Linked DNA regions of Zea mays: region 1 is linked to region 2. Evidence: chromatin contacts called from public Hi-C data. All regions are on one chromosome and are shown on one strand. Each heading gives the region's core, a stretch centred on a gene start, on an enhancer-like site or on the middle of the called end of the contact. The rest is flanking DNA. Distances are from core to core; before and after follow the strand shown.

Evidence for each region. A called contact is a pair of places that touch in the nucleus more often than the background predicts.
Region 1: a contact with region 2 is called in a Hi-C map of tassel, with 3 times the contacts expected there. The contact joins the promoter of LOC103626147 here to the promoter of LOC100192519 in region 2. A contact is called at or near these places in 6 of 25 Hi-C or Micro-C datasets (bundle sheath, ear, leaf and 3 more).

What each region holds. Positions count from the first base shown.
Region 1 is chr5:28,204,706-28,208,099 of Zm-B73-REFERENCE-NAM-5.0, reverse strand. LOC103626147 (peptide-N4-(N-acetyl-beta-glucosaminyl)asparagine amidase A) reads left to right here and starts at 2,136. Exons shown (of 1, transcript XM_008646530.3): 1 at 2,136-3,394. The coding sequence starts at 2,185. LOC100191311 (Syntaxin-41) reads left to right here. Exons shown (of 8, transcript NM_001136745.1): 8 at 54-687. The coding sequence ends at 158.
Region 2 is chr5:28,058,666-28,062,089 of Zm-B73-REFERENCE-NAM-5.0, reverse strand. LOC100192519 (CHS13) reads left to right here and starts at 2,113. Exons shown (of 2, transcript NM_001137739.1): 1 at 2,113-2,360; 2 at 2,463-3,424. The coding sequence starts at 2,177.

The DNA of each region.
Region 1 (3,394 bases), core at 887-3,386, 150 kb before region 2:
GAAAAGTAGCTGCTTTACTTGTGGTCTAATATCTTGGTCCGTCTATTCTGCAGGCTGAGAGGACCCAGAAGAAAGGGGGCATGGTGATGTGTGCCACTGTCCTTGTCATTCTGATCTTCATCATGATAGTCCTTCTGATTTTGAAGACCATTTTCTGACATACTTAGCTATCTCATTTTAATGGTTGATGAATGGTGGCCAAGCACACACCACGCTCATCTATTCATGTGAGTGAGGATTGCACCATGCCTGCATATCAAGAACGCCACAAATTCATTTGAATAGCGGCGATACGACTCACTGATCTGAAGATGGAACCATCTTGAGTCTTGGCCACAATTTTTGCATCGTTGCAGATGTAGACATGCCCTATTCATACAGGACTCTTAATTTTAGAGAGAGAAAAATCTGAAGAGGATTGTTTGACACGTTTCACCTTCCAGTTTGCCTTGGAGCAACCGGGTTAGGCTGGCTGTGTATGCCTCTGTATAGAGTGAGTTGTATCATACATCAGGGTATCGGAAATCAGAAAGTAGGTTCAGTTCCTGTGTCATCTCTTTTCTGCTTTATGTTGTCTGCCCTTCTATTTTGAGCTAGCTTTGAAGTGGCATTTCATTGTACCATATCCTAACAATTGTTCTGACAACTTTCGCCCGGGTAGTCGGATATGCAATGAGATTTTGTGCTAGTGTGGCGAAAGGGCCTCCAGGCTATCATATCGCTCTGCCGATTAACCAGCGGTGTCCTGCTGCTGCCAGTCTACCATATCGCTCTGTCGAAAGAGCATCTTCACGAGGAGTCCTATACCTGAACGGAGTTCTATTTTAAAATATCACCAAAAAATTGTTCCAGCGGGATTTTATTTTAAAAAATCATCAAATAATTATAGGACTTAGTATCACAGGTCCTAAATATACCTATGCTCATTTTGCACAGTATTTCTAACCTTTTCATTTGTTTTTTTCGGATTGTTTTTTTTCGGATTAAAATCAGTTGTTCGAACTGCTGTTAAAATCTATAGAGACAAAATACCGAGAAAAAAAAATTCTTTCCATCCCAAATACAAACACTCCTTTGCAGCCTCTCACATCCTATACATGGAGGCTCATATAAATAGAAGAAAAAATAAATTCATAAGGGGTTACTTTGTAAATTTTGATATGTTTTTGTGGGCCTTCAGGTAGTGAATATGAGAGGCTGCAAATGGGTATGTTTGCATGCAAATGGGTATGTTTGCATCCGAAATGCAAATATTTTTGAACAATAGAAACTGTTTCGGATTAAAGTCAGACAGACGAACAGCTGTAAGATCCCAAGCCATGGATGGTTTGATCTGCTGGTCCCAAGCCATGGATCCGTTCAGGGATGATGTAAGTGTGCTGGTGGTAACGTAAGATCCCTGTGTTGTAGAATCTATCGACTAGGATCGTAGAATCAGGCCCAGCCCCCCCTTAGTTATGATCGTTGGCAAAAACGCACATTTTAGCAGCTACATCTAGTATCGTGGGCCCTGAACGGTTGCGTACAGGCGCACCATCCCAATCAGAGAGGAGAATCATCAGAGCAGCCAGCCCCTGAAGCAAAGCAAGGCAAAGTTGCCTCCCAGTCCTAGCCAGCCACCACTTCAGACAGGCCCCAGAGGATTTGTTGAGAATACTACTTCCTATAAATTTGCTTCATCTAATACCAGCGTAGGATCTGCATTTCTGCCACTCAGAATCGGAGCAGATATAGAACAGGATCACAGGACCTTCTGGCTTCTGGGAATGCGTATGCTTCTCCTTTCCAGCGACCATTCTTGTAAACATTGTAGCAATCTGAGCCATACACAGGTACAGAACATAGCTAATGTTCGGCCCTCCTGCAGCACCTGTCTGCATTACTAGTTTAACTTCACTGACCCATGCTAAGTTAAACTTGCAATCCAAACCTGATCAAACATTTAGCTACATCATTAGGCTCCATTACCTCAGTTAGCGAGGCCTAGTGTCGCTGTGTGACTTGCAGTCCAATTTACCGTCACTCCATCAGGGAATAAGAGCATTGCATGGTCCCTGAAAATGGAGTGCGCTCTACTTCACTTCTACTCTTTACCGCCCTTTTTAAATCCCCTCCACGGCAAGAAGCGCGCCAAAGCACCAGCTAGGGCCTCTCGCTGTCCTCCACCCCTAACGCAGCAGAGACATGGCCAGCTCCTACGTGCGACTCCTCGTCCTCGTCATGGCCTCCCTAGTCCCGGCTTCCGTTGCTTCGCTCCCTCACAAGCTCCGTCTCTCTGCCTCGGACGTCGCCGCGCTCGGACCGCTGGCACCGCGGCCGCCCGCGCCGGACCAGCCGACCGTCTTCTTCGAGGTGGACCGGCCGCACCGGCCGCCGCCGGGCAGCTTCGGCCCGTGCTCGACGCTGCTCCTCTCGCACTCCTTCGCGTACACCTACGCCAAGCCCCCCGCCACGGTCGCCTACTCGCCGCCGCCGTGCCTGGCGGCGGCGGGCGGCCGCGCGGCCGTTATCTCGCTCGCCGTCCTCGAGTGGCGCGCTACGTGCCGCGGCGTCCAGTACGACCGCGTCTTCGGCGTGTGGCTTGGCGGCGCCGAGCTCCTCCGCGGCTGCACCGCTGAGCCGCCCATCCAGAGCGGCGCCGGCGTCGAGTGGACGGTCTCCAAGGACGTCACCAAGTACGCGTCACTCCTCGCCGCCCGCGACCCCACCACGCTCGCTGTGTACCTCGGCAACATCGTGGACCAGCAGTACATCGGGGTCTTCCACGCCAACGTCACGCTACACCTCTACTTCCGCCACCCGCCGCCGCCGCCGCCGCAGCCCGGGCTAGGCCCCGCCGACGTCGTCGCTCCGATATCGCGGAGCCTCCCGTTGAACGACGGCCTGTGGTTCGAGATCAAGGACGACTTCGACATCGCGTCCGCGAGCATCACAGTGCCGGCCAACACGTACCGTGCCGTTCTCGAGGTGTACCTCTCCTACCACTCGGAGGACGAGTTCTGGTACGGGAACGCCGCCGGAAACGGCCCGTTCCGCGAGGTCGCTGTTCAGATCGACGGCGACTTGGTCGGCGTCGTGTGGCCGTTCCCCGTGGTCTACACCGGCGGCATCAACCCGTTGCTCTGGCGACCGATCACCGGCATCGGCTCGTTCAACCTCCCATCCTACGACATCGAGCTCACGGCTTTTCTGGGCAAGCTGCTGGACGGCGAGAAGCACGAGGTCGCGTTCACGGTGACCAACGCCATGGACACGTGGTTCGTCGACGCCAACCTCCACCTCTGGCTGGACCCCAGGGGCGCAGCCACGGCGGCGGGCATTGTCAGCTACGACGCGCCGCCGCTGGACACGGCCACCGCGACTCTGCCCGATGGCCCTAACAACGGGCTCTACT
Region 2 (3,424 bases), core at 864-3,363:
CCTCGGCCCACGGCCCGGCCCGTAATTGCTTAAACGTGCCGGGCTCATTTCGGGCGGCCCGAAATTATAAAAGCCCGAAATTCACATTACGGCCTGAAATTCAATTTTAGGCCCGAAATTCAGTTTTTGGCCCAAAATTCACATTAGAGCCCTAAATTCAAAAAAAATAATAAAACAAATAAAAGATAAGACAAATAAATTTGAACAAAATCAAACTTAGTATTTGTATTAAAGTTACCACAGCTATGCAATGACTACCTCGTTTATAAATCATTTTGTTAGAAGGAAAAAGAGTATAATCAGCTCTATACAAAGTTCATAAGTTCAGTTTATTGTCTAATGTTCATAACAAAAGCAAAATTACATCACACACTCTAATTCAAAGCTACAAAAAACATCTAACTAGCATTATCTCTAGCTTTGTGTTATTTATCAAGTATATGAAAGTGTGGAATGAAGTGTGGTTTTAATAAATATATGGGCCTTTTCGTGCCTCTATATGGGCCATTTCGTGTCTGCCTTAAACGGGCCGTGCTCGTGCCCGCCTATGAGCCGTGACCTCGGCCCAAACCCAGCCTGATATAACGGGCCGTGCCGTGTCTGGGCAGTGCTTCGAGCCGGTCCACCAGATCCGGCCTAAATGTACACCTATAGCTGCATATGAACTGCCAAGCAGGTGCGCGCCACACACAACGCCATGGAGACTCGGTGGGGGGAGCATCGCATCGAGCACGACCAGGGAAAAGGTGTGTTGTGCACATCAACAGTAACCTAGCTCCACGCACTGCGTCATAGGGAATAGATGGGGGAGCGCCGCGCCGAGCAATCCTAGGGTTGGGGAGCGTCGCAGGGAGAGTGTGAATGTGCAGCAGAACCATGTTGCAGGGGAGCTGCTGTGGCGGCGGCGTCTATGAAGGAAGAAGGCTATTGGGGGCGGCTCGAGTGTTGACCGGAGGAAGTCTACCAAGGACAGCGAGGAAGGCCAATGTGAGGTGCCACAGCGGCGGGGAGCGGTGGCTGTGAGCTGGCGGCGGGGAAGGCCAAGGTGAGGTGCCACAGCGACGAGGAGCGGCGGTTGAGCTAGCGCCAGCGGTGGGGATCAGCGACGGGGAGAGGAGAAGCAGGGAGAGCGGGCATCGTCTGGATCGAGATTTTTGCTCAGGAAGTGATGATGGGGAAAGTTTGTAGTGGGTCCCAATTGCAAGTGTTGATGGAGTTGTGGGTCCGTCCTGTCAGTCACTGCAAGGTGGACGAAAACGGCATGCGGATGTATTGCTAGGCAAACGGGTGACGGGGTGGACAAAACTAAAACTAAGGGTAGACTTATGTAGTTGTCCACAACTAAGAGCGTCACTGTAAAAATCCCTTATTTTTAAGTCTAATAGGCTCATGAGAAATAAGATTAGTAGAGAATTATATAGGAGGTCATTGCTAACACATGACTCACGATCCGGAGCAAACAAGAAGGCCTCTCACAGAAGTATTGTTCTTCACCAGATGCCATGTGTTAGCAACTGACTATGACACGAACACAAGTGTTCATCGGTCAAATTAAAGAAGAGCGACCAACAGGACGTTTGCTTTCCGGCTGTTTCCCAGTTTTGGTTTCTTTTTACTTCTCTTCGTTTCTCATCTGTCAGTTCAGTTCGACGGCTGAGACCTTTGAACATATGCCCAATTCCTAGCACATGAAATGCAACGACAGAACACCTGCCACATTGCGCTAAAAGAAACATCTGCAGCAAAACATCATAGGACATAGCACCTAGCCACAAGGCTTCAGCATCAACCAACATGTAAACTGAACAGCGTTACATTTTCTAGCATCACTTCACGCTCGTACCTGCGGGACGACCATATAAGGACAAGTAGGAAAGATCACACCAACTGGATGGGCAAAAACACTGGGCAGACCAAAGAAGGGGGTGGAAAGAATGAACCATCTCCCCCCAGAAAAGAAGCGAGAGTGAGACGACCAGTCCGCGACCTACCATGTTTTCACCCATGCCTCCTCCGTCCTCCTGCAGAACCGAAACCAAACAAACACTTCCGCAAACCGCGCCACCCATTAAAAGCACCGAAGATGTGTTTGCCATGGCCTGGCCGCACCAAGAAAACCACAACAGTACAGCACTGGAAACAGAAAGGTGGACCAAGGAGCGCCCGTGCGGTGACAATGACGGACACTGGCAGCACGGACGCCAACGGCAAGAGCCAGGGCTCAAGGGGCAAGGCGATGCTGCTCGCCTTGGGCAAGGGCTTCCCTGACCAAGTCCTGCCCCAGGAGAAGGTTGCGGCGAGCTACCTCCAAGAAAGCAGCTGCGACGATCCCGACACCAGGGCCAAGCTCGAGCGCCTTTGTATGCTAAATTGGTCTTTATCTTTACCTTGAGTATCTATGTGATGATTTGATTTGCCTCTAGTAAGCAGATGAGTATTTTCCAAATGATTTTACTTTCCAGGCACGACCACCACAGTGAGGACAAGGTACACTGTTATGTCCAAGGAGCTTCTGGATAAGCACCCAGAGCTGAAGATGGAGGGTACTCCAACATTGACACCCCGCCTTGACATCTGCAATGCCGCGGTGATCGACCTTGGTGCTGCTGCAGCTCGTGCTGCCCTCCACGAATGGGGCCGCCCTGCAGCTGATATCACCCACCTCATCTACATCTCATCCAGTGAACTTCGTCTCCCGGGGGGTGACCTTCACCTGGCTGCTCGCCTTGGCCTTAGTCCAAACACCGTGCGCACTTCCCTTCTCTTCCTTGGCTGCTCCGGTGGTGCTGCTGCCCTCCGCACTGCCAAGGACATCGCTGAGAACAACCCAGGGAGCCGTGTCCTAGTAACGGCTGCTGAGACCACTGTGCTAGGCTTCCGGCCACCCAGTTATGACCGTCCTTATGACCTTGTTGGTGCTGCCCTGTTTGGTGATGGAGCCTCAGCTGTGATTATAGGAGCAGGCCCCATGGCACCAGCTGAAAATCCTTTCTTGGAGCTTCAGTTCTCCACACAGGAGTTCCTACCTGGCACTGATAAAGTGATCGATGGCAACATCTCAGAGGAAGGAATTAATTTTAAACTGGGGCGTGATTTGCCTGAGAAGATTGAAAGCCGCATAGAAGGGTTCTGCAGGACTCTCATGAACCAGGTAGGGATAAAGGATTTCAACGATGTGTTTTGGGCTGTGCATCCTGGCGGACCAGCAATACTAAACAGGCTTGAGATCTGCCTTCAACTTCAGCCAGAGAAGCTCAAGATTAGCAGGAAGGCTTTGATGAACTACGGAAATGTGAGCAGCAATACAATCTTCTATGTGCTGGAGTACTTGAGGGACGAGTTAAAGAAAGGGACAATAAGTGAAGACTGGGGATTGATCTTGGCTTTTGGCCCAGGCATCACCTTCGAAGGACTTCTAGTCCAA